Regions from separate parts of the Mus musculus genome. Here all the other regions are linked to region 4. The links are chromatin contacts, called in public promoter capture Hi-C maps. All regions are on one chromosome and are shown on one strand. Each heading gives the region's core, a stretch centred on a gene start, on an enhancer-like site or on the middle of the called end of the contact. The rest is flanking DNA. Distances are from core to core; before and after follow the strand shown. Region 1 holds the start of Raly (hnRNP-associated with lethal yellow). Region 2 holds the start of Chmp4b (charged multivesicular body protein 4B). Region 3 holds the start of Necab3 (N-terminal EF-hand calcium binding protein 3). Region 4 holds the start of Tgif2 (TGFB-induced factor homeobox 2).

Region 1 (2,973 bases), core at 429-2,928, 2.0 Mb before region 4:
GGTGGCAGCGGGTGATAAGGTATTCAGGACCTTGTAGAATGTGCACAGAATTCCCAGTGGCAGCAGACTATCATCTGCAATCTTTTCTAATGGAAGCCACGACCGGAGCAGGGCACCAGTGGCAGCTTGCCTGACAGTGGGGCTGCAAGTTCAGAGAATGCTTCTCAGAGGAGGAGGCTCCTCCTGAATATGGGATGAGTGAAAAGGCTGCCTGAGGTGTTAGTTAATAGATTGCTATATCCAAAGTCTAGCGGTGGTGGCACATGAGGTGGAGGCCAGCCTGGTTTACAGAGTGAATTCCAGGAAAGCCAAGGCTACCCCGAGAAACCCTGTCTTGAAAAAACAAACGGACAAGGAAACCCAACAAAGAATAGATGGTATATTTGAGCAAATATAGGAAGACTGTTACACAGAGAGGGAAGTGAGGAGCTGGATAAAACCAGAAAAAGCAGAGGAGGTTGGTAGGGGCTGGACTGATTGATGGAAGTGTTTATTGATCACCATAGTAGGTCTGGAAACACAGTAATGTACAAAAACCAGTAAAGAATTCCTGGTCTTGGCGCTGGGGAGATGGTTTAGTGAGTAAGACTGATTGCTCTTCAAGGCTGAGAACCTGTTTGAATCACCCATTCCCGAACTCAAGAGGCCTGGCCTCGCTGTGATGCCAGCAGTTGGAAGGCAGAAGCAGGGAGGATTAGGAGTTCAAGATTATTCTCGGCTACAGAGCAAGTACAAAGCTGGCCCGGGCTACAGAGACCCTGCCTCAAACTCTGTCCTAATTCCCAACAGGTAATGAAATCACAGGTCTGAAGGGAATGGGGAATACAAATAAGTACGTCTCCAGCTTTCTGGGAGATTTGTGACTATAGCTGACAATGGTCCTCTTTGCTCTCAGAAGACCCCCTGATGGTCTGGAGAGGCAAATTGGGGATGTAAGTGGGAGAGACAGGAGACTGAAAAACTGATTCAAATGGGAGATCCTGACATGATAAATATTTAGGAGGAAGAACCAACACCCAGATTAAGTAAGAAAACATTTCATCCCATAAGGGCAAAACTACTTAATCAGGCTTTTTTTTTTTCCACCTTTGACGAGAGACCCCAGACATCGAAGCGTCTCCGCCCAACCCCAAGCCTTCCCAGCGAATGGTAGCATTCTAATTCCTAGAAAGTGAAATAACCGCTCCAATTGCTTCTGGCCCCTGCCGCACCGCCTCCAGCTAACAGAGAGGGCTCCATCTCCAGGCCTCGCCCAATCAAGCGCCACCCCCGCGCCGCGCTCCTCCCTTAGGATCTTCCTCCTTCCGGCTCCCGCCCAGGGTCTACCTCCGACTGTCCTGCCCGCGGTGTTACCAAGGCCCACCTCCTGCAGACCGGCGGCAACCTCTTAGCACCGCCTCCGCTTCCGTAGGCCCAAGCTCCGCCCCTCAGACTCCTCCCCTGGGCACGCTCTTCCCCCCCACCCCGGCTCCGCCCTCAGCCTGCTGCTCCTCCCTCGTGTCCTCCCGCCCGTCAGCCCTCGGGACCCCCTCCGCCCCGCCTTCAGCACCCGGCTGGTGGAAGCCACAAACTCCTTTCCCTCAGCCCCGCCTGCCTCCTCCGTCCCCCCACCCCACGCTAGACCCCGCCCCGGCCCCGCCCTCCTCCTCTGCGCGCCGAAGCTCTGGACCTTTCCAAAGCCCGGCGCGAGGGGTGTGCAGGGAGCCCACGCGTTTGGAGAGCCCGGCCCGTGCAGGGCGGCGCTGGGGACTGAGTGCTCGGGTGGCAGGATCCTATTCGGAGGACCGAGAGGAGAACCGGGTAGGAGCCGGGGCGGCGGGCAGGCCGAGTGCAGACGCCTGTCCAGCACTCCCCCTCCCCGCGCTCGCCCCATTGGTGGCGGCCGAGCGAAGGACTCGCGGCTGCGGGGCTCGCGCCTCTGTCAGTGCGGCGGGGCGCGCGAGCGGCGCGGGGTGCGGAGCCGAGGGAAGCCGAGGGGGCGGAAGCGGTCGCGACTCTCGCGCGTGTGCTCGGGCTCCTCACGCGGCGGCCAGGGCCGCCTCTTCCCTCCCGCCCTCCGAGAGCAGACGCGCCGTCGCCCTTCGGTGCCGCGCGGCTTCCTCCAGACCTCGGCGCGGGTGAGTGGGGGCCGCGGGCCGCTCCTGAGGAGTGCGGGCGGGCTGTTCCGTGTGCCTTTTTCGTTCCTCACCTCCTCGGGCGGGCCGGTGCCTATTTTTAGAAACTCTTTCTCTCCGCGGTCCCGGGAGTCCTGGGAGCCGGAGTAACTCTCGGCCCCCTCCCTCTGTGCTCCCTCCCGGGCCCGCCGCCCCGGGTCGCCTGCCCCGGGGCCACGCGCGCCCGCCCCTGGACGCCTGGTATTCGCAGCTCGCCTCCGGTCGGTCGGCCGGGCGCGGGCCGGGAGTTGGGGGTGGGCCGGTGCCCGCTCGGAAGTTGGAGTCTTTTGTGCTGCGCCCCGCCCCGACCGGCGAGGGGAGGAGGGGAGGGAGCGGAGGTTGCGCCGGGGAGGCCTCGGGCGGGCTGGGGCCTGGCTCTGGCCTGGATTGGGGCCCCGGGTTTCTTCCGGCTTTCCAGTCGGTCCAGCTCTTTGAGGTTCCCTTAGGCGCGCAAAACTGGTCCTTTCTTTTCCCTCACGGGTCTGTCTGAGCGCCTTTCTCGCTACCCTTGCCTAGCCTTTGCTCGGTGTCTTGTGGAGCGCGGAAGGGAACGGCCAGCCCTCGAACTGGGGGGCCGCGTCCCCCACTTTGCTCCAGCCCGAGCCTCAGTTTTCACCTGGGTGAAATGGGGTCAAGGAGGAACGCAGCCTCTCCGGGTGTTAGTGAATTCAGGGAGGGAGTTAGTACAGGGCAGAAGCGTTAAATGCCAACAGGTAACGTTTAACGAGACTGACCCAGGAACTTCGTGAATGTATCGCCTCATGTCCACACCGGTCTTCCAGAGCTGTCCCTGCTCACAGGAGCAGAAATCAAGGTTCAG
Region 2 (2,919 bases), core at 264-2,763, 2.2 Mb before region 4:
CCTGGTCTACAAAGTGAGCTCCAAGATGGCCAGGGCTATACAGAGAAACCCTGTCTCGAAAAAACCAAAAAACAACAACAACAAAACCAAGAGTCCCAATGTAGGTTCAAATTCTTCCCCAGAGACGGATGCCAATTGTGTGGTAAGAGTATTTAAGTTAAATTTGAGTTTTCTAATATAATCCCCCCAAACATGACTTTCTATACTCCTAGAGTGTCTTACTATTATTGTGACCAAAGCAACTCGGGGAGGAAATGGTTTACTGAGCTTATACTTCCATATCATTGATCATCATGAAAGCAGGTCAGAACTCAAACAGACAGGAGGTTTTTTCTTTTTCTTTCTTTCTTTCTTTCTTTCTTTCTTTCTTTCTTTTTTTTTTTTCAGTGCCAGAAATACAATTACATTCAGGAGGTTTTTTCAAGTCAGGGTTTCTCTGTATAGCCCTGGCTGTCCTGGAACTCAGTCTGTAGACTAGGCTGGCCTATAACTCAGAAATCTACCTGCCTCTGCCTTTGCCTCTGGGATTAAAGGCATGTGCCACCACATGGCAGCCCTCTTATCTCAGCCTTTCAAAAGATGTGAGATTATAGGCATGAATTGCCAAGTCCTGTTTAAAACACACATCTTTATTTGAGTGCCTGTAGTCAGCTGGGCCCTTTATATTCCTATCTCACTTACAAACTCTTTTAAGAGGACTTGTGACAATTTCAAATTTACAGCTTTGGAAAGCAAGAGGAAGTAAGTATCTAAATGAATATTCGAGGCTGATTTTGAAGCTTTGCTGTTGAATTACACTGCCAAGGTGGTTAGTCTATTTTAGGTTTCAGAAGGTCTCTTAGGTGAATAAAGAGAATGACAGCTCATCCAAGTAGAGAGAACTGACCGGTCTGGTAAAGTAAGCTAGTTAGACAGCCAGTTTCCTGGGCTTGATTCACTGACATATAAATTAGGAACAGCACAGATCCAACACTTCAGAGGCAGAGACAGGCCAGCCTCTGATCCTTAGGAACTTCAAGGCCAGCTTAGGCTACATGAAAGTCTGGTTCCAAAACAGACACACAAAATAGGAACAGCATTATCTGTTGTAAACTGCTTTAAGAATCAAATGTGATTATGATTGTAAAGTACTATGTTCCAGAGATCATAGAAAATGAGTGATGTTGTTATCACTATTACTTCCCGTGCTGTGAATTAGGTCCAGGGTTCTATCACGGACCAGCACAACGAACCCCTCTTTTTGTAATAGTTATTTCTTCTCTTCCTGGTCTTTCATCTCTACGGAACACATTCCAAAGAGACTACATTTTCCAGCATGCCACATTGCCCTTTGACCTCTGCGAGACTAAAAAGATGCGCCATAGTACGCCAGGAGCCGGAAAACTCAGACTCCCGGCTTGCAGCGCGCGGTCCTCCCTTAGACTCGAGGGGCTGCGGGCGCGTGGTGCTCTGGGAGCTGTAGTCAGCGGCGCGTTGCCCTGACGCCGGCCGGGCCCGGGCGTGGGGGCCTGTGGGAGGTGGCGCGGCCGGGCCCAGCTGCGGGGCGGAGGTGGAGGCGAGGCCTGCGGCTGCGGGGAGCGGCAGGCCGGGAGTGGGCGCGGGAGCCGAGCCGAGCCGAGCCGAGCCGAGCCGGAGTGGGCGCCGGAGGCCGGCGCGGCGAGCAGCAACCATGTCGGTGTTCGGGAAGCTGTTCGGGGCTGGAGGGGGTAAGGCGGGCAAGGGCGGCCCGACCCCCCAGGAGGCCATCCAGCGGCTTCGGGACACGGAGGAGATGTTAAGCAAGAAGCAGGAGTTCCTGGAGAAGAAAATCGAACAGGAGCTGACGGCTGCCAAGAAGCACGGCACCAAAAATAAACGCGGTGAGACGGCTGGGGCCCCATCAGACTCTCCACTGGCTCTCCTAAGGCTCCCCAGGCCCGGACTCCACTTTGTCTAACTCGTTTCGGGGTCTCTCTCGACTCTGGAACTCTCCGGCCAGACTTCTTTCGTTGTCCAGCCGAGCCGGGGATCCCTTTCCATCTGACTCCTTCTGGGTCTCCTTGAGCCGGTTCACTTGCATCATCAGACTCCCTTCAAACTCTCCCTACCCTGGCAGGCCTCTTCTGACCCAGATCTCACAGCACTTTAACTTTGCTCAGTCTGTTCCACTCTGTTCCATTGTATTCTTTTCTCTTTGGCCTCACCCATCTTCCCAGCCACTGCCTCTACCCCCACCTTGGTTCATTTCTTTGCCCCACCCTATCATTTATGTGTTTCTTGGTCCACCTCTGTCCTCTCCTGAGCCCTTGGTGACGTCTGAGCTGCCTTCTGCCCCTGACTTAGGAGTCTTCTTGAGAAGCTTCCTTTATGGAGAAAAAAGAGAACTGGGGAGTGAAGAGACCCTCTGGGACCCGCTCTGTCTGTTCACTTGTTGAGTGTACTTGTTAAGTTTTGAGTTCCACATCCACCGGCTAGGAGCTGGCCACTGGAAGACCTAAGATGTCGATAACCCTGTGATTCTCAGAGCTTCCGTGTTGTAAGCCTTACCCTCTTGTGACTCACCACTTCCCCGTTCCTCCTGAACCAGAAATGACGAGGACTCTGCCTCTGTTGACCCAGTCCTGTTGTTGATTGGAACTTGAAAGCTTCTTTGCTTCCTGTCTAGGAATCGAAACTGTCTAGGAAGTACCTTGTAGTTTTCTTCAGTGAGATGGATGTGAAAATGTGTGAATGACTGTAAAGAAAGTCAAAATGCTCATGTGTGTTTTTGTTACAACAATGTGAGCATGAATCATAGCGTGACAGGTCACCCCTTGAGAGTGGGCCGAAGTTGAGAGATAGAGAGAGGTGGGGGGGGGGGGCTGGCTTAGGAATCATGCAAACAAGTATTTAACCCAGAAGGTTACCAGGGAAATTTCTTCCGGGACTGTGACCTTTAGT
Region 3 (3,006 bases), core at 300-2,799, 2.3 Mb before region 4:
GTGGGTGCTCCTGGCCAGCTCTCTGTACCTTCACCTCCCACAGCTGGAGTCAAGCCCGAGTTGGCTCTGATGTAGCAGCCTTTGGCATGTTCCCAGCTTGAGGAAGGTTGGACAGATGGGCTAAGAATCTTCCTGAGAAGCCTTGGAAGCCATATCAGATCTGAATGTTTCCCTCCCCACCCCTCCCCCACCCTGACTTTATGGGTATTCTCCCAAGTCCACACACTATTCTCCACCTACCCTCACTGAACAGGCTCTTTCCCTTGTGCCTGCTTATTTTGGGTGTTCTGGTTTTCCCACTAGTATGTGAGGGAGCAGCTTAGAGTTTAACCCTTTCAGGGCTGGGACCTCTTATAAGGCCAATTCATCATGAAGACTGTGGGCATCTGTGTGTACACATTTGTGTAAGGAACAAGGAGGGTGGCAACGGCCCGTAGATTTTATTTGTAGAGGCAATGATGAAACAGACAAGTTCAAAGCCTAGACAGAACTCATAGAGCCCAGGGTCCTGAATGCTAAACTCTTCCACCCAACTCCCTCAGGGTCACTAGGCTAATCAACCAATATAACCCTTAGGCTGACTCAGAGAAAGGGCTGCTACTGGATTGGGATCACACAGCAGCTCAACGCAGCCGGGCTGGGGTAATTTGGATGGGAGTGGGGCAGGAGAGCTAAGCTTGAATGAAGATACTCCATTCATACCCCAGGGTGCCTCCTGACCTGAAACATGCCTCCTCAGGCTTGAAGGACCATGGTCAAGGTGCTGAGTCACTAGGGCATTGGGGAGGGGGCACAACAGCCTCTTACACTGGCAGGGACTTCTAGAATAGGGGCAGAAGAGAGCCAGGACTTGCTGAGCACATAGTAGAAGGGGGAAAGAGAGGCGCTCAGAGCTAGGGCTCCTGCACTTGGAGTTTTGCCTCTAGCTAGGTAAGGTAGCACAGGAAGATTGCACAGCGATCTGAGACAGGGTAGGATGCTCTACATCTACAAAAGGGGGCTCAAGGCCACCTGCTGCCCATGAGAGGAGTCCCTTACCAACTGTAAGACTCTGCCACCCTTGATCAGGCCTGAGGCTTCCGGGGCAGGACAGAGCTCCTTCAAGGTCTAGGTAGGCTCCCCTGTCCTATCAGCCCAGCCGGGGCTGCCATGGAGCAGGCTGCTGTGACTGAGTGTTGGCAGTCCCCAGCCCCAGTGGACACAATTAGGGTGAGGGGCAGTACTGCTGAGAGACAAGGAGAGACACGGAGCGGCACAGACAGCACAAGAAATGCAATGGCAGGAAGACAAAAAGGCAGGAGGATCACAACAGCAGGGTCACAGATAGTCTAGGAGAGGGACCGAAGCAGGACCAACAGATGTGGAGGGAGAGACAGGGACATGGAAGACTGAGACCTAGGGAGCCTGATGCCCGCCCGCCGGTGCCCCACTCACGTCCTGGAAAAGCGCGTGTCCCGCGGCAGGCGCAGAGTGTCGCGGCTGCTGGGGCGCAGGTGGCCCGAGCAGGCACACAGTAAGCAGCCCGGCGCACGCCATGGCTCGGAGGCTTGCAAGGCTGCGGGTTGCGGTTACCAGGCCGCCCAGGCTGGCTGGGGGCGGGGCGCGCGCCCATTGGCCCAAGCATGGCCCCGCCCCCACCTGGCCTCGGTTTCCCCGCCTGGAAGAGGCTTCCAAAAGGAGTCACCCCAGAAGTCACTGGCAATGACATCTTGCCAGGAGTCCCACAGGAACCGGCGCTCCACCCAGTCGGGTGTGGGCAGGCAAAGCTCTAAGTGCAGGAGCCCTAATAGATCAGACCCACAAGCGTTTTATATCTGGACATCTGCACTTCCCTGTCAAATGAGGATAATAGCCTTCCCCCTTAGCCCCCAGGTTGTAAAGAAGTAAGCTTTGTAGATGCTCAGCTCAGAGGACTTCCATCTATGCTTTAACACAAGTCATGGATTGCCAATCACCCCTTCCTTCTCCCAGATCTCTGCCCCAGCACCTTTCAGGAAACTCTCCCTGGTCTTCTACTTACAAGGCCTATAGGGAGGGAACAGCAGCTGCAAGCGTAGGCCCACGCACATACACACAGGAAAGCATTCGACACAAACACAGTTCACTGTGTTGCATCTTTACTAATGTTCAGAAGGTGCACAGCAAGCTGACTCTGACGCTCCCTCTTCTGTACTTAGGTCCCAAGCATAACTCCCTACCCACCATTGGGTCAGTTTTCTTCTCAAGGGGTTACAAACTGAAAGGAAATTAAGTCAGATAGGAAGAGGGAGTGAACATTCCCTCCAACACTAGCCTCACTCTGGCTGGCGGAGAGTTTCAAACCCAGCCCTAACACCATCAAAACATTTATTAAAATCAAAGCAGGAGGGAACAGAACTGTTAGGAAACAAATCAAAGTGCAGACTGGAGGGTGGGGAGGACAGCAGAGGAGCACTCCAGCCATAGGAAGGACGCATACCCACCCCTCCTGGCCGCAGTCAGCCAAGGCCCTCACGTACCCTCCCCATCTCAGATCCCCTGGATACATGCGGCTGGAGTACTGGTACAAAGGGACTGTTTCTCCAGCCCATCCATGGCTGTCAGTCTGTCTCCCTCTCCCTTTCCCAATAAATAAACTGCTTGGGCCTCAGCAACTCTTGGGTAGGGATCCTGCCCTTGCTTCAGAGAACAGGGACTTAAGGTATCACCCATGCCCCCCACCCTTTGCTTATCCCCCCAGGCTTGCCAGAGGCCTCGATAAATAAATAAACGCTCCATTAAAGCTTCGATCGGAAAACTTTTAAGCAGTGCTCTTGCTGCCCTGCAAACCCAGCCAGGCAAGCTGTACCACCCGGCCTGGCTGACACACAGGATTCTGAAAGCAGGCAGCCACCCTGGGCCTCACAGGGCCCCTGCAGCAAGGACACCAAAAGTGCAGTTAGAGCCCACCCCCACCCCAATGCGCACACATGGATCCATGCACACATGTGGACACACCAGGATGTGTCTGCAGCACACATACAGATG
Region 4 (2,700 bases), core at 155-2,654:
ATTCACTGGGCTATCCCTCTATTTTCCCTCCATGTCACACCTATATGACAGTCCCTGCTTTTTGCCAAGACCTAATTGGTTTTTACTTTTCTTACCTAAGATTTCCCATCTCCTTCATTCTTTCAAAGGTCTGTGGCTGGAATATGACTTGGCTAAGAAATTGCTTGTGACCAACTCTCTGAGACTTGGTGTCACCATCAGTAAAAAAGAGGGTTCTGGGCAATGTTTTTGATTTTGGATGGCCATCTTGGTTTCAAGGATTTCCAGGCAAGTCCGGCTTCTATGAAACCCACCTTAAGATGCTTTTAATCGGCATCCTGACTGGCTTAGGGCCTTCTGGTAGGAAAACTTAACTTTGGTTGCCAAAGTTTTTGTGACTACAGTACAACGAAAAACAAAAGCTTGAGTCTGCTGCAGCAATGACAGCTGTTGTCTCTGTCACTTAGCTGCAGCAGGTGCGCCACTCTTAAGTCTGACCCAAGACCCAAACTCAACAGTAAAATGATTAGAAGATAACAGCATTAAAAAAAATAACAATCAGGGAAGACTGTTCGGATGCTGTTGGTTCTGGCACGTGGGTCTCAGGTTTCTGGGCCTATATGATCACAAACCCAGAAAAGGCCTGTTAGCTGGAGTTAGGCTATGCCACACTTATGCAGATAGCAAGAGACAGACAAACAGTCAGGGAACTTGGACGCAAGGAAAACTTGAGGTAAAATGACCCTAGCCTGGACCGCTGGAAGCGCCTAGCCTCACCCTCTCCAACTGGGGTTAGCCACCAAGGGAAAGGCTCGGCTCTATCATCAGACCCACCTGGCCAAAGGACACTGGCACACGTGGTAAGGCAGGGACCAGCGAGTAAATGCGGCCACCTCCAAATTGCGACACGGTGCCTGCCTCACTCACGCTCCTGGGGTGCAGCCTGTACTCACCCCTGGCCGACCATCTGCGCTAGGCTTGGGGTTTTATCCCAAGTGGTCTTCGCCGCGCCGTTTGCCTTATGAGCGGACAAAACAACTGGTCCTTTAGCACCTGGGAGTTACTCTGAGCCGACTGAGCCTCAGTTTCCCCATCCCCACAAGGGCAAGCTCCCAGAGGAGGAGGCGAACTTACAAAGGTACGGGGACTGGCACCCTTTGTGCCTGGTAGTGCCCCCACCCCCATGGAGGAGCACACAGTAGGCGCTCCGGAAACACTCTCTGAAAGGAGGAGCGGGCCACTTCCTGCCCTGGAGCTGACTCCGGGAGCCCTGGTCCCACCGCTCCGCCCCGGGCCCCGGCCATGCGGCATTCCTAAGGTGGGTGGGCGCAGGAAGGAGGTGCCGCGGGCCCGCCCCCTCCGACGCGTGGGCGGGGCGAAGCCCCCTGGCTCTGCGGGCCCGCCCCCGAGGGTGGGCGTAGCTGGCCACGCTCTGCACAAAGTTTGTTTCTGCCTCGGGGCGGTGGGGGAGGGTGCGGCAGGCGGGATGGGAGGAGAGGGGATCTGACGTCAGGTCGCGAGGTGCTTTCCAGCCGCGAGCTGTCAGGCGGGTGTCAGACCCGGCAGGTACGCGGCGCGTTCCCCCGGTGCCCCCCGCCCCGGCCGGGTGGTCCCACACCCCACCGAGGCCGCGTGGGCCGGAAAGCCGCCAGGGAAGGTGAGTGCGGGGCGCCGAGGGGCTGGAGACGCGGGAGGAGGCGCGCGGACAACTTGGAAAGTTTCTTGGGGCGACGGGGCGGGGGAGGGGGCGTCGTCCCGGCGCGTGCGACAGTGGGTGTGTGAGCCCCGGGGGTGTGTGTGAGTCGGGACCGCGGAACGCTGGCGCGGAATGCCGGGGTTGGCGGGGGGGGCGCTGTTCGGGGTCCTTGAGGGAGGGCTCGGCTCCCAAAGCTCCCAAAGCTCCTCTGGGAGAGGGCAGCCGGTGCCCTGCAGCGGGGTGAGCGCGCGGGGAGCGGGTTTGTTTGGTTTCAAAAGTGCACGTTGCTAACCGCCGGCAGCCCCCCCCCCTCCCGCACGGCGACAGAGCGGGACCGGGGGCCGCCGAGTGACAGCTGGAGGTGGGGGCCGCGGGCGGGGCTCCGACGGAGAGGGCTTGGGAGCCCGCGCGAGTTCCCCTTTCCTTTGGAACAAAGGAAAGTCTGTCTCCGAGGCATCTGTCACTCCCAGGCGGGCCAAGGCTGTGGGGCGCGTGGGGCTGGCGACGCGGAGAAAGTTTGTGCGCGCCGGGACCCCGGGACCAGGCGAAGGGCAGCCGAGCGTCTTGCGGGGGCTGTGCGCGTCCCCGATGTAGGGGGGGCGGCCAACATGGAGTCCAGGCGCAGAGTTGGGGGGGGGGGGCGGCGCGGAGGTTGGAGCCCAGCCCCCTCTTTTCCCCTCCCCCTCCGGGCCGAGTTCGGAGCACAAAGCCGAGCGCGCACGCTCCGGCGGCCCCGCGCCCCAAGAGTCACCCTGCGCGGAGTACCAGGGAACGGGCTGGGAACTAAACTTTTTCCTGTCCCAAAATGGACACGTGAGTTTTTTTTTTTTCCTTGCAAAGTCGTCCCCCCCCCCCAACCCCCAAGCGCCGGGTGGCGGACCGACAGGGGAGCTGTTGCTCGCACCGTGACTCTGGTGGGGGACAGTTGAGTGAGGGTGCCTTGAGCGCCGGCGGATTCGTCGGCGCCCCATGAGCCATGTGCTCCGTTGCGTCTGGGCCGCGGGGGAGGCTGCGCGCTTTGTGTG

What was found. Promoter capture Hi-C pulls out the DNA fragments that hold promoters and counts their contacts.
Region 1: a contact with region 4 is called in a promoter capture Hi-C map of pre-B cells, with 4 times the contacts expected there. The contact joins the promoter of Raly here to the promoter of Tgif2 in region 4. A contact is called at or near these places in 2 of 39 promoter capture datasets (liver and pre-B cells).
Region 2: a promoter capture Hi-C map of pre-B cells shows a contact between it and region 4, with 4 times the contacts expected there. The contact joins the promoter of Chmp4b here to the promoter of Tgif2 in region 4.
Region 3: a contact with region 4 is called in a promoter capture Hi-C map of pre-B cells, with 3 times the contacts expected there. The contact joins the promoter of Necab3 here to the promoter of Tgif2 in region 4. A contact is called at or near these places in 2 of 39 promoter capture datasets (liver and pre-B cells).

Annotation. Positions count from the first base shown.
Region 1 is chr2:154,789,432-154,792,404 of GRCm38.p6, forward strand. Raly (hnRNP-associated with lethal yellow) reads left to right here and starts at 1,679. Exons shown (of 8, transcript NM_001139511.1): 1 at 1,679-2,117.
Region 2 is chr2:154,655,513-154,658,431 of GRCm38.p6, forward strand. Chmp4b (charged multivesicular body protein 4B) reads left to right here and starts at 1,514. Exons shown (of 5, transcript NM_029362.3): 1 at 1,514-1,859. The coding sequence starts at 1,670.
Region 3 is chr2:154,557,304-154,560,309 of GRCm38.p6, forward strand. It overlaps Necab3 (N-terminal EF-hand calcium binding protein 3), which reads right to left and starts at 1,550. Exons shown (of 13, transcript NM_021546.3): 1 at 1,435-1,550. The coding sequence starts at 1,536. E2f1 (E2F transcription factor 1) reads right to left here. Exons shown (of 7, transcript NM_007891.5): 7 at 2,097-3,006.
Region 4 is chr2:156,838,603-156,841,302 of GRCm38.p6, forward strand. Tgif2 (TGFB-induced factor homeobox 2) reads left to right here and starts at 1,405. Exons shown (of 3, transcript NM_173396.3): 1 at 1,405-1,636. LOC115486128 reads right to left here and starts at 2,646. Exons shown (of 5, transcript XM_030252280.1): 1 at 2,580-2,646; 2 at 1,114-2,397. The coding sequence starts at 2,646.